4 separate regions of the Sus scrofa genome follow, and regions 1, 3 and 4 are each linked to region 2. The links are chromatin contacts, called in public Hi-C, HiChIP or PLAC-seq and promoter capture Hi-C maps. All regions are on one chromosome and are shown on one strand. The core of a region is the stretch at or near the end of the contact, and the rest is flanking DNA. Distances in the headings are between cores, read along the strand shown. Region 1 holds the start of TP53INP2 (tumor protein p53-inducible nuclear protein 2). Region 2 holds the start of DYNLRB1 (dynein light chain roadblock-type 1). Region 3 has its middle 16 kb from the start of AHCY. Region 4 holds the start of PIGU (phosphatidylinositol glycan anchor biosynthesis class U).

Region 1 (2,700 bases), core at 129-2,628, 180 kb after region 2:
CCTCCAAGAGAGGAACCAGAAAACCCTGGAGACTCTGAGGATGTGTGTGCGTGGTTTTTCCCCAGGCATTTCTCAGGCTGCTGAGAATGCTGGGGACCTAGAGGATGGGATTGGCAGAATCCTGAGGGTGGAGCATTTGAAGGAACCTCTAAAAGGAAACTTGGATATGTTAAGTTTGATAGATAATGAAATTGAGGTCCAGAGAGGTAACATGACTTGCTTGAGGTCACACAGCAAGTTTGGGGAAAGTCAAGACTGTGCCTAGATCTCCCTGGGGAGGCTGAAGCATTCTGGGATTTAGACAGTCTGGTGCCTATAGAGAGTGGAGAGATTTGGGGCCTGGAACTATGGGTTCAAGTTCTGGCTCTGCCATTTGCTGTAGCTTTGTGACCTTGGGAAATCGCTTAGGCTCTCTGAGCCTGTTTCTTCAGCTGGAAAATGGGGAGGGGCATAACACCCATCTTTCAGGGTTGTTGTGAAGATCAAAAGACATATAAAGCACTATAGCACAGTGCCTCGCACTCAGTAAGTGTTCAATAAATATCAGCTACCGGTCTGGCAGCAGCAATAGTAGGTACTCAATATTTGCTCAATGCATTGCTGAATATAAATCTACATACTAAGCATGAGATTTGTTGAGTCTCAGTTTTCCCGCGTGTAAATCGAGGCTAATAATCAATCCCTGTCCCGTCACTTTTCTGTCCAGCCCCAGCAGCAAGGTGGGTTAAACAAGATGTGGAAACGTTCCAGTGCTGAGCACTCTCTAGCTCAGTGTTTATTCAGCCCAGAGCAATCCCTCTCCAAGTCCTACTCTGAAAAATATTCTGTCAGTCTAACCAACTCTCCTATACTCCCGGGTACACCCCTGGAACCGGGGAAGGGAGATGTGCCCCACCTCTCAAGCCTGTCCAGATGAGGAAAAATGGAGCGGCAGAGCAGATAATGCGTAGGGGTGAGAAGGTGAGGCAGAAAACGGAGGCCCGGGAGAAGGGCGGGGAGGAGGAGACTGGAAGGTCACGGATGTGGCGCGGAGTTGAGAAAAGGGTACAGACCGAGGGATTTGGATAGAGGATACAGGTGAACGGACAGGAGGGGCAAAGGCGCTGGGATATGCGGAGGGAGTACAGAAAGATGGGGATCCTGTAGAAGGAGTGGTAATTCTCCTCACTGAGAGGTCTGTGGGGTCGCCCAGGAGCAGGGGCTCCAAGCGCCCAGCAGTCGCGTCTCCGAACGCCCCACCCCCCAGCCTCCGGCTCGGAGTCTTGATCCCGGGAGGGAGCCACTAGCCAGCGAACCAAGGAGGAGGCGGGGAGGGGAGATCCGCAGCCTGGGATTGGCCGCCGCTTCGCCGGTCGCTGACGCGAGGCGGGCGGGCCCCTTTGTGACGTCACAATCAGCTGTTTGAACGCTCCAATTTGTGCTGTGAGCCCAGCAGCTGCTGCACAGACTCGAAGCCCAGCGGGCGAGCGCAGCAACCCGGAACGTCCGACCCGTACCCCCGCCGCCTCCCCGCCTAGCCCCCGCGATGCGGCGGGGCCTGTGATCAGCCGCGGACCCTAGGACACTCCGCCTCACAACTACCTCAGCGCCACCTCCGCCTGCCGCCCCGCCCCTGCCCCAGGTGAGTTCTGATCAGCTTTGGCCCCTGGGCTCCCGGGGCCCCAGAACACTCCCCGCTCCCCCAGCTCCCGGGTCTTTGTCTCTTTCCGCCGGCGGCCGCCGGGGCTGCACTCCCGCCTCTGGATTGGCTGCCGCCCGTCCGGTAGACTCTGACGTCTGCATATTTGCATATGACATTGAGACGTCACCAAGGCCGGGACCGCCCCCCCACCCCCTCCCGGCTCGGGTCGCCTGTCCTCCCGTGACCCGTCGGGCGCTGAGTCGGGACTGGGCCCACGGGTGAGGGACGCTGAAAGGCAGCGGGACCAAAAGGTCCTCCAGTTTTCTGGATTAATCCAAGAGCTGCGTTCAAGCCTCTGATCCTCTACTTTCTCCTTGCGACTTGAGAGAGGTTCAAACAGCGTTACTGGGTCTACATTGGGGGAGGGGGTTGTCAGGAGTTCAGGGGCGCCTGAAGCTTTGGCTCCAGCCGGATCGTTGAGGCAGCGCCAGATGGTGGTGGAATCCCCTCCCTCTGGCTCCAGGCTCTGCACCCCTGGACTAACATAATTACATCCTTCTAATCCCTGAAATGTGTGCAGCGCCTTAACTGAGGTCACGTCACTTCCCGAAAGGAGGGGTCTTAGACCCCATTTCACGGAAGGGAAAACTGAGGCCAGGAGCGGGCAAGTGGCTTACTCTAGGTCCTGCAGCCAATTAGAGTCATGCCTGCCTAGTGAGTGGCAGATGCATTAGCCCTGGGCACATACTTAGTATGAGCTTATTACAAGTAGTTACACATTCTCCTTCCACTGAGGACTGTACCTTGGGCTAAGCGCCATCCAAATTTGATAGGGCTCCTAGGAGATTGGGTCCCCTTTTGAAGCCCTGATCCTTACTTTATACCCTGGAGTTCCAGAGCCCAGTAAAATTACTCCCTCCCATCTGTTTTGACTGCAGAAAGGTGAGTCAGTGGCTGCATCAGGCTGTCTCCAGGGCCGATGTTGGGATGGGGTAGAGGTGAGAGTTCCCTTTGTTTGGCCCTTCTTTGCCTCCCAACATCAGAGTTGTCAGCTAGGAAGGACTGACCTGGCCTAGTGC
Region 2 (2,700 bases), core at 61-2,560:
TTGGGCCGCTCTCGCGGCATATGGAGGTTCCCAGGCTAGGGGTCCAATTGGAGCTGTAACCACCAGCCTATGCCAGAGCCACAACAACGATGGATCCGAGCCGCGTCTGCAACCTACACCACAGCTCATGGCAACGCTGGATTGTTAACCCACTGAGCAACCTCATGGTTCCTAGTCGGATTCGTTAACCACTGCGCCACGACGGGAACTCCAGTTCTTTTTGTGTGTGTGTGTGTGTGACTTTGACATTTTTTGAAGAGTATTGGTTGGGTACCTTATAGAGTCCCTCAAGTTTGGTTTAATGTTTTCTCATGGTTAAGGCCATGGATTTTTGTGAAAAACACCACAGATGTAAAGTGCCCTTTGCAAGATTATCAGAGGGCACATATTAGTATATCCCATAACCAGTTATGTTAACCTTGATCCTCTGGTTATGATGGTGTCTCCCAAGTTTCTTCACCATAAAGTCACTATTCAATCTTCTTAACATGCAGACGCCCCTGGAAGGAAAACCAAATCCTTACTCAACTGAACGAGGCGACAGTGGAATGAAAGTTTGGAGCTTGAATTCAGCAAGCTCCAGTGCCTCCAAGAAACTTTAAGCTGAGGCTACAGGAGATAGAGTGGGTGTAAGCCCAGTAACATAGCACAAGGTTCACTAAATGGCAGTTGTCTTAGCAAATTATTTCCTGCTAGAGAACCCAGAATTTTTTTGTGTGGAAAACTTAACATAGGGCTCTAGGAAGAAGGGTCCCCCTTTTAAAGGTGAGCAAATGAGGGACTACAGAAATTTGAAGTGGCTTCTCTAAGGCAACACAAGGGCGGCCCTGAGCTAGAGGTTCTAAGACTAAAAGACTCCCAGGCTAGCCCCGACCACTTTACCTCAGTGCCCTCATGGAATCCGGGGGAGTCGCTCACGAGACCCTATGGATTCTTGGCTCCAGTTCGAATTTCGGACTTTTTAGCGCATTTTGGCTCGGAGCCTCGCCTTGCCTCAATTCGGGAGCAAAGTGGATATCAGCAACACCCACTCCTTCAGAGTCTCTCCCCACCCTACACCCAGGACCTCCAGAGCTAGCTCAGGCCTCGGTTAAGTGTTGAAAGCCTCTTCCAACAAAGCCAACTTGCCTCTTTTCGGCATAGCTGGAGCTGGGAATTTTCCATAGCTGGATTGCTACTTTGCTGTTCGCGGACAGCACTGGGCCAATTCCCCAGGATCCGCCTACCCGCCTGCTGGCTCCTGATAGGCTACCGAGCCTGTCCGCTTTGACAGGAGCTGTGCGCAGGCGCAGAGAAGCTCCGGGACTGGGCTGAAGGCCGGCGACGAGGAGCTACAGGATCGGTCCGAGATGGTGAGTATCTGCTGGGAGCTTGTGGCCAGCGGCCGGGAGGTGGCCAACCACGACCTCCCACCACCCTCAGCCCAGAGGTCCATCCTCCCGGGCGGCATCCGCGGGGCTGGGCGCGCCGGACCGAAGCAGTCTGGAGGGCGGAACCGGGGCGGCGCGGGCCTCCTGACTCGGACCGAGGGGGCCGAGGCGGGGCCACCGGATCCAGTGGTCCCTTGACCGGAAGTAGTTGCTGGTGCCACGGGGAAGGATTGACGGAGCTGGGCACACGGGCCCCTGCATCCTAGCAACCTTGGCCTTGTTGAGCTATAACAACAATAGTGATTATATTTTCTAGAAACTTAATTCGTGCCAGACACTGCTATACGCTTTACATACCCTGGCCTGCCTCCTCACCGTAGCTCTGTGAAGTAGGTACGACCATTATCCCTGTATTACACACTCGGGATGTAAAACCCGGTGAAACTAAGTGCCCTGCCCCAGTAAATGACGGAGATGGACTTGAACCCTAGACACTTGACTGCTGCCTTTCTGTGTGATTCTTTCGAGCCGTTGAGAAATGGTGCATGAGTCAGAAACGAGCGGGATCCACCCTTGTGGTTCCTGCCTTGCTGACTGGAACTGTGGGCTCTTTATGCCTTTACAGGTTTGGTTTCTTGTGTTTTTAATCCTCCCAACTTGTAAAAAACAAAACAAAACAAAAAAAACAACAACTTGGAAAGAGCTTTTGAACGTTAAACCATGTGAATGGTTTTAAAAAATCGTATTTAAGAATTTAAAGCCTAAAAGAAAAATTGAAAGGGAATAAGAAACAGTACCATACCTGGAGGTAACGACTTATAATTAGGCAGATTACTTGTTTTGTTTTCGTCAGTTTTTGCTTTATATAGTTTAGCTGTATGTAGAATAGATACAGCTATTTATAGTTTATAGTTAGCTAGTTTATAGACTAGATGAGGTAACTTTATCATTCATATCACTTTTTAAACTGTAAAAGAAATTGACTTTTAGCAGATAATAACTGCACACAGTAAAAACAAAAAAGCATCTGAAAGGATCTAAGTGAAAATAAATCTTCCACCAAACCTTGATACCCAGCTTCAATCTCCTTTAGAAACATTAGTTCCTTTTATATGTATACCAGCATGTATATATGTCCTGTCTTTTTCTTACACTAATAGTAGCTTCCTGCAACTTCTACCATGCTATTGTGTGCTTCTACTCATGAAAGCAAAATATATTTAGATGCACATTTCAACAAATTGAAGCAGTACCAAAGTTTGTAACGTAGAAAGTATATGTAGTTCCCACCTCACTCCTCTCTGGTAATGACAGTTGGGTGTGTTTCTTT
Region 3 (2,700 bases), core at 123-2,622, 160 kb before region 2:
CCCCTTTTTAAAAAGGTGATGTTTATTTATAGATATGGAACAATCCATTGTCAAGACGAAATATTAAGTGAAGGAAAAAGAAAGGATTGGCAGAACAGTGGGCCTAGTATGTTATTGTGTAAAAAGAAAAAAAAACCTTGCAAATAGGTTTTTGCCTATTTTCATACATAGGCATGTAGATAAATAGATGCATACGTATCAGGCTGTGTTCACAAACAACTACTAACAGTGCTAGAGGAGGGGCTGTCCGCCCACTCTGCTGAAGGCCACAGGGGACAAATAATTGTCAGACCCCCCCTTCTCCCCAGCCTGGCGCCAGCAGCAGGCTCTGGGGAGGCTGAGGGGCCCGGGAAACAATGGGCAGAGACAGACCAGGCCCTGTGGCCTCATCGCCCGCCCTTTGAACCCGCCCTTTAGTTGTTTGCTTTTGCCGACATTTAGGTCCCCAGCTTGGAGGGTGGAGAGGGGCGGAGAGGGGCGGAGAGGGAAGGAGCCTGTCCATTGGCCAAGGGGCCCTCCCGACTGCCTTGCTCAGATTCGGGATTAATTGGGATGCTGAGGACAAGGATGTCTTCTTTGGGGGATGAGATAAAAGAATACAGTTCTGGGACACCCCCACTGCTCCACCCCATCAGGGTGTCTCCCCCTCTCCCCAGTTCCTTCCACGCCCCTAACTCCAGGCCCCCTCAAGTTTGTGAACTTCCCTTGGGTCCGCTTTGGCTTTGATGTCACTGCTGGGCAGTGGAGTACTGAAGCGGGGGTTTTCTTAGAGAGCTTGGAACAGCCTCTCCCCCACGCTGCCACTTAATGCTTCTCATCCCAGACCGCCACGTGGAAAGCACCCAATATTTGTGGAATGAATTAACACTCCCAGATGTCTGCCTAGGAGCCCGCGTTGTGGTGTTTCTCGTCTTCAGCCCTCAGACCTGGCTGTCTTTGGGATGGGGGTCACAAGCTCCCCAAGTCCGACTTATGTCCCCAACTGAGACTGGGTGTCCTCTTGACTCAATTCGCATTCCAGTCCAGGCTCCCATGATCCTGTTATACTAACACTTACTGGGAGCCTGGTCCAGGGACCCTAGGAACCCAGAGGTCTGGGATTTTACTTCTTCATTTCTCAGATGATCCTTTCCCTTGAGGAGAGATAGACACGGAACATGGGATGTTCTGAGAGCTTGAATCAGGGCTGCCCCGGGTCCGGAGGTCGTCCTGAAGTGGAGAAAGGACGAGTTCAGCCGACAAAGAGGAAGGAGGCTGCTCCCCAGCACGCTGCCCCTCTGCTGGGCTCCTTTTGTTGGGAGTCCCAACAGCACCCCCACCTCCGAACTGCCTCTCCGTCTGGAGCCCATCTTTACCCAGTAGTGCCAGGAGAGGGCACCCTGCTCCTAGCTTTGGCTTCAGCCTGCCGCACCCTGTGATCTCACATAAAACCCCTGGGAGATGGGCAACATTTTTAAATGTAGGACTTCCCATTGTGGCGCAGCGGAAACAAATCTGACTAGTAACCATGAGGTTGCAGGTTCAGTCCCTGGCTTTGCTGAGTGGGTTAAGGATCTGGTGCTGCTGTGAGCTGTGATGTAGGTCGCAGATGTGGCTTGGATCATGTGTTGCTGTGCCTGTGGCATAGGCCAGAGAGTGAAGCTCCAACTCAACCCTAGCCTGGGGGAACCTCCATATGTGCAGGTATGGCCCTTAAAAAAATGCACTTTATTGCTACCTCTCATAGAAGAAACTAAGGTTCAGAGAATTTTGATGGACATGGCTAGAGGGTAGTCTTTTGACTTGGTTTGAGTCTTTAGCCTGTGGAAGTATCTGCTCTGGGTATTGATAGTGACACCTAGAATAATGATATCAGTTAACATTTGAGTACTTCTTATGTGCCACTCTATAAGGTAGGTGCTGCAATTATACCCATCTTACAGATTTAAAAAAAACTGAGGCTTCTAGTTAGGAAGTGCCAATGATGTCTGGTCTAGAACCTCTGCTAATAAGCACAGTGCCACCCTGCTTTCCATAATGCCCTCCCCCACCACCCTACGTTCATTTGAGAGTGCTAGGACCCAAGAAGGAACAGGAAAAGACCTTGCTCCCCTAAGTGCCATCTTAGTGAGCATGTGTGTGTATGTGTGTATACGGTCATACAAACCCTTGCACATGTCCATTCACACCTGTATACATTCCCAAAAGCAAAAAGCAGGAAAAAAAAAAAAAAGCACCTGTATACATTCCCCACCGTCACACCCAAATACACACACACATATTTCACATTCTCACATACTGACACGTATTCAGACTCTTACCCACACTCTGTTGGGTTCAGCCGTTGACTGGGCTTTAACTAACTGCCAGGACCCTGAGGCCCAAGGGAGCTTCAGCCAGTGATGTGTAAACTCTGTGTGATGCTCCGCTCCTCCCTTCTTCTTCCCTTGCATTCATTCCAAAAACATTGCTGGGAATCGCTCAGTGGAACACCAGTGGGTGACTCAGACCTGGCCCCTGCCTTCAAGGAGCTTCCTTCCTGTGACAGCCACTCCCACACAGATCATCCATGCTGGGACAGGTCTGAGCAGAGTGTCCAGAGTGGACAGAGGGGTCAGCCTGGGGCTGTGGAGGTTTCTCAGAGGAAAAGGTACCCACTTGGGTCTTCAGAAAAAGCTAGGCAGAAAAAGCAGGAAGAAACTGTCCAGGGGTGGGAACATT
Region 4 (2,700 bases), core at 125-2,624, 160 kb after region 2:
GCAGAAGTTCCCCAGCAAGAGATCAAATCTGCAGCCACAGCAGTAACAACAGGAGATCCTTAACCCGCTGTGCCACCAGGGAATTCCAGTAAGAAAGTTTTTTGAAAAAAAAATCTTCAAATTCTGGCCTTCACCTTACACCCACCTCATTACTCCCCTACTTTGGGCATTTCACATCTTTCAACATGTCTTGATCCTGACAACCTTCTACCTGAAACTCCGCTTCCTCTAATCTCCCTTTTCACACTCTACATCCTTCAAGAGTTAGCTCAAATCCCACATTCCTTAAACTGGAAAAGGAGAGGACACTTTCTTCAGGGTCAGAACTCCAAGGAAGGAACTGGAGGCACACAGGAAGTACACTTTTCTTTCTTTTTTCTTTTTTTTTTTTTAGGGCCACACCTGCTGCATATGAAGTTCCCAGGCTAGGGGTCAAATCAGAGCTGCAGCTGTGGGCCTACACCACAGCCACAACAACACTAGATATATCCAAGCCACATCTGCGATCTGCAATGCACCTCACAGCAACGAGGGATCTTTAATCCGCTGAGAGAGGGCCAGGTGTTGAACCTGAGCCCTCCTAATGGATACTACCTGGGTTGTTATCCACTGAGCCACAATGGGAACTCCAGGAAGTACACTTTTCATAAATGACTATATCTGTTTGTCTGCCTTATTAGAGTGCCTGTGGACTCTTTAGTCCAAACTGGCTCTCTGTGGGCTCCAGTATAAAACAATGTTTGATGAAGAACTTAAAAGAAATAAGATATAGTAGGAGAAGCTGCACTGCAAGTCCCAGGCTGAGACAAGGTTTATAAGGGCACTCACACACTCTCCTCGCTTATGCAGGAATGGTCCCCTCAGGGGCACCCCCCCCACACACACACACACACCCACGCACAAGCGATCTCGCGCCAAAACTCACTCCACTTAGCACGCCCTTTTCTCATCCCGACCCTTCCTCAAGCAGATCTTTCCTCAGACCACGCCCCTCAGCTCAGGACCCGAGGGGGACACACCCCCTCATATCTACATCTCGCAGGTGACCAGCCCCTACGGCCCCAACCTCACCACACCAACCAACGTCCCCCCGCCCTTAGCAGCCCCGCTCGCCCGCTCGAGGACGCGATAACTGGTGAGTTCCCTCAGAATCTTGAACATGCGGCCACTGCCCCCGCCTCCCATTCACAGAGGCCAGAGGCGCACAGGCGGGGCCTGGACGCCTACTCGAGCCGGTGGCCTCACCTCTCTTCCAAGAGCTCAGTGGGGACACCACCTCCACCCGCTCCGAGATGAACTCGGCCAGACTGGAGCGAAACAAGGCTGCCCGCACAGTCACTGCCACCACCAGCACCAAGGCCAAGGGAGCCGCCATGATAGCTGGGGCGGGCGCGCAGGCAGGAGGGGAAAGGCGAGGCGGAAGAGCCTCGCGGTCTGTGCACCGCCCTCTGTAGTTCTGCGGGTCAGCGCGCCTCGCGGCTGCCCACGAAACTCCCAAACTGGGAACTACCACTCCCAGGAGGCCTTGCGGCGAAGTAGGGCGTGGCGACGGAAAGCGGGGCGCCTCAAGCTTATAGCAAAGGGTTGGGCGAGGTCTCCCACTATAGCAGGTGAATTGTAATAGCACTGAGGTGCTGCTGAAAGGAGACACGTGAAGACAGTTACCATCCTGGAATTGTTGAGCGAGTTTTAAAGAAACGTTCATTTCACTCTTGTGTGTATGTTTTTAGTGTTAAAATGTTTCCTTTTTTATGTTTTCAAAGAGTATTAAATATGTATTCGTTGATTTACTACATACTTATTTGTAGAATGTCAACTATATGGGTTCTGAGGATACATTGTGGAGTATTACAGAGATTTATTAGCTCTGCGGCCTTGAACAAGTTGCCGAACTTTTCTGTGCCTCAGGTCCCTCACCTTAAAAATGCACTCGTTTTTGGCTCCTTGTGAGTGAGCTAGAAACCATTGAAGAATGCTTAGAAATTTTGCCAGCCGCTTTTAAACACAGACATTACTGTAAATTAGTACAGCCACTATGGAGAATAGTATGGAGGTTCCTTTATAAACCAAAAAGGGAGTTCCTGCTGTGGCAAAGTTGGTTAAAGAGAAGTTGATTAATGATCTGGCTTATCTTTGTGGTGTTGCTGGTTCCATCCCCAACCCTGCTCAGTGGATTAAGGATCCTGAATTGCCGCGGCTGTGGCTGGGATTCAGTATCCCCCTCCCCAGGAGCTTCCATATGCCTCGGGTACAGCCATAAAATTAAAAAAAAAAAAAAAAGTATCTAAGAATGAAAGTGTTTATATGTGTAAATGATTCACTTTGCTGTATGCCTGAAACTAACACAACATTGTAAATCAACTGTACTCCTAATAATACTTTTTTGAAATTAAATAAAAATAAACTCAGCTATTATCAAAAATTAACTTATACAAACCTACAATTCAATAAGTTGTGTAAACAACAAGGTAATAAATACTCAAAACATCCCTTGCTAAGTATTTTACTACACTCTTGTTTTATCTGTGCTCTTGAGGTTATTTACCACTGCTATATCACTATGGCAAATACTGTATAATGGTATACTTCTGCCCTTGCCTTCCCAAATCATGTTTAGTGACTTAAGTTTGATAGTTTGAAATCCCAATCAATGGGAATGTTTACACCACAGAAATTGGCAAACAGTGTGTCAGAGTTTTG

What was found. Promoter capture Hi-C pulls out the DNA fragments that hold promoters and counts their contacts. A called contact is a pair of places that touch in the nucleus more often than the background predicts. HiChIP or PLAC-seq counts read pairs in DNA pulled down with a chosen protein or histone mark.
Region 1: a contact with region 2 is called in a Hi-C map of skeletal muscle, with 6 times the contacts expected there. The contact joins the promoter of TP53INP2 here to the promoter of DYNLRB1 in region 2. A contact is called at or near these places in 1 of 5 promoter capture datasets (fetal skeletal muscle), 5 of 47 Hi-C or Micro-C datasets (alveolar macrophages, heart right ventricle, liver and 1 more) and 2 of 2 datasets of contacts at active chromatin or transcription factors (alveolar macrophages and skeletal muscle).
Region 3: a contact with region 2 is called in a promoter capture Hi-C map of fetal liver, with 3 times the contacts expected there. The contact joins the enhancer-like site here to the promoter of DYNLRB1 in region 2. A contact is called at or near these places in 3 of 5 promoter capture datasets (fetal liver and liver), 9 of 47 Hi-C or Micro-C datasets (embryonic fibroblasts, heart right ventricle, liver and 2 more) and 2 of 2 datasets of contacts at active chromatin or transcription factors (alveolar macrophages and skeletal muscle).
Region 4: an H3K27ac HiChIP or PLAC-seq map of alveolar macrophages shows a contact between it and region 2. The contact joins the promoter of PIGU here to the promoter of DYNLRB1 in region 2. A contact is called at or near these places in 1 of 47 Hi-C or Micro-C datasets (skeletal muscle) and 2 of 2 datasets of contacts at active chromatin or transcription factors (alveolar macrophages and skeletal muscle).

What each region holds. Positions count from the first base shown.
Region 1 is chr17:38,102,811-38,105,510 of Sscrofa11.1, forward strand. TP53INP2 (tumor protein p53-inducible nuclear protein 2) reads left to right here and starts at 1,379. Exons shown (of 4, transcript XM_003359949.4): 1 at 1,379-1,621.
Region 2 is chr17:37,922,162-37,924,861 of Sscrofa11.1, forward strand. It overlaps DYNLRB1 (dynein light chain roadblock-type 1), which reads left to right and starts at 1,311. Exons shown (of 4, transcript NM_001190180.1): 1 at 1,311-1,352. The coding sequence starts at 1,350.
Region 3 is chr17:37,758,954-37,761,653 of Sscrofa11.1, forward strand. No RefSeq gene overlaps it. Among named protein-coding and RNA genes, the nearest start is that of AHCY, 16 kb to the left of the region's middle. Within about 2 kb of position 1,373, at least 23 of the 83 cell types and tissues checked have an H3K27ac peak or open chromatin away from gene starts, as enhancers often do. A contact at or near this core is called in alveolar macrophages, fetal liver and liver, where this site is marked.
Region 4 is chr17:38,079,688-38,082,387 of Sscrofa11.1, forward strand. PIGU (phosphatidylinositol glycan anchor biosynthesis class U) reads right to left here and starts at 1,375. Exons shown (of 12, transcript NM_001185136.1): 1 at 1,246-1,375. The coding sequence starts at 1,375.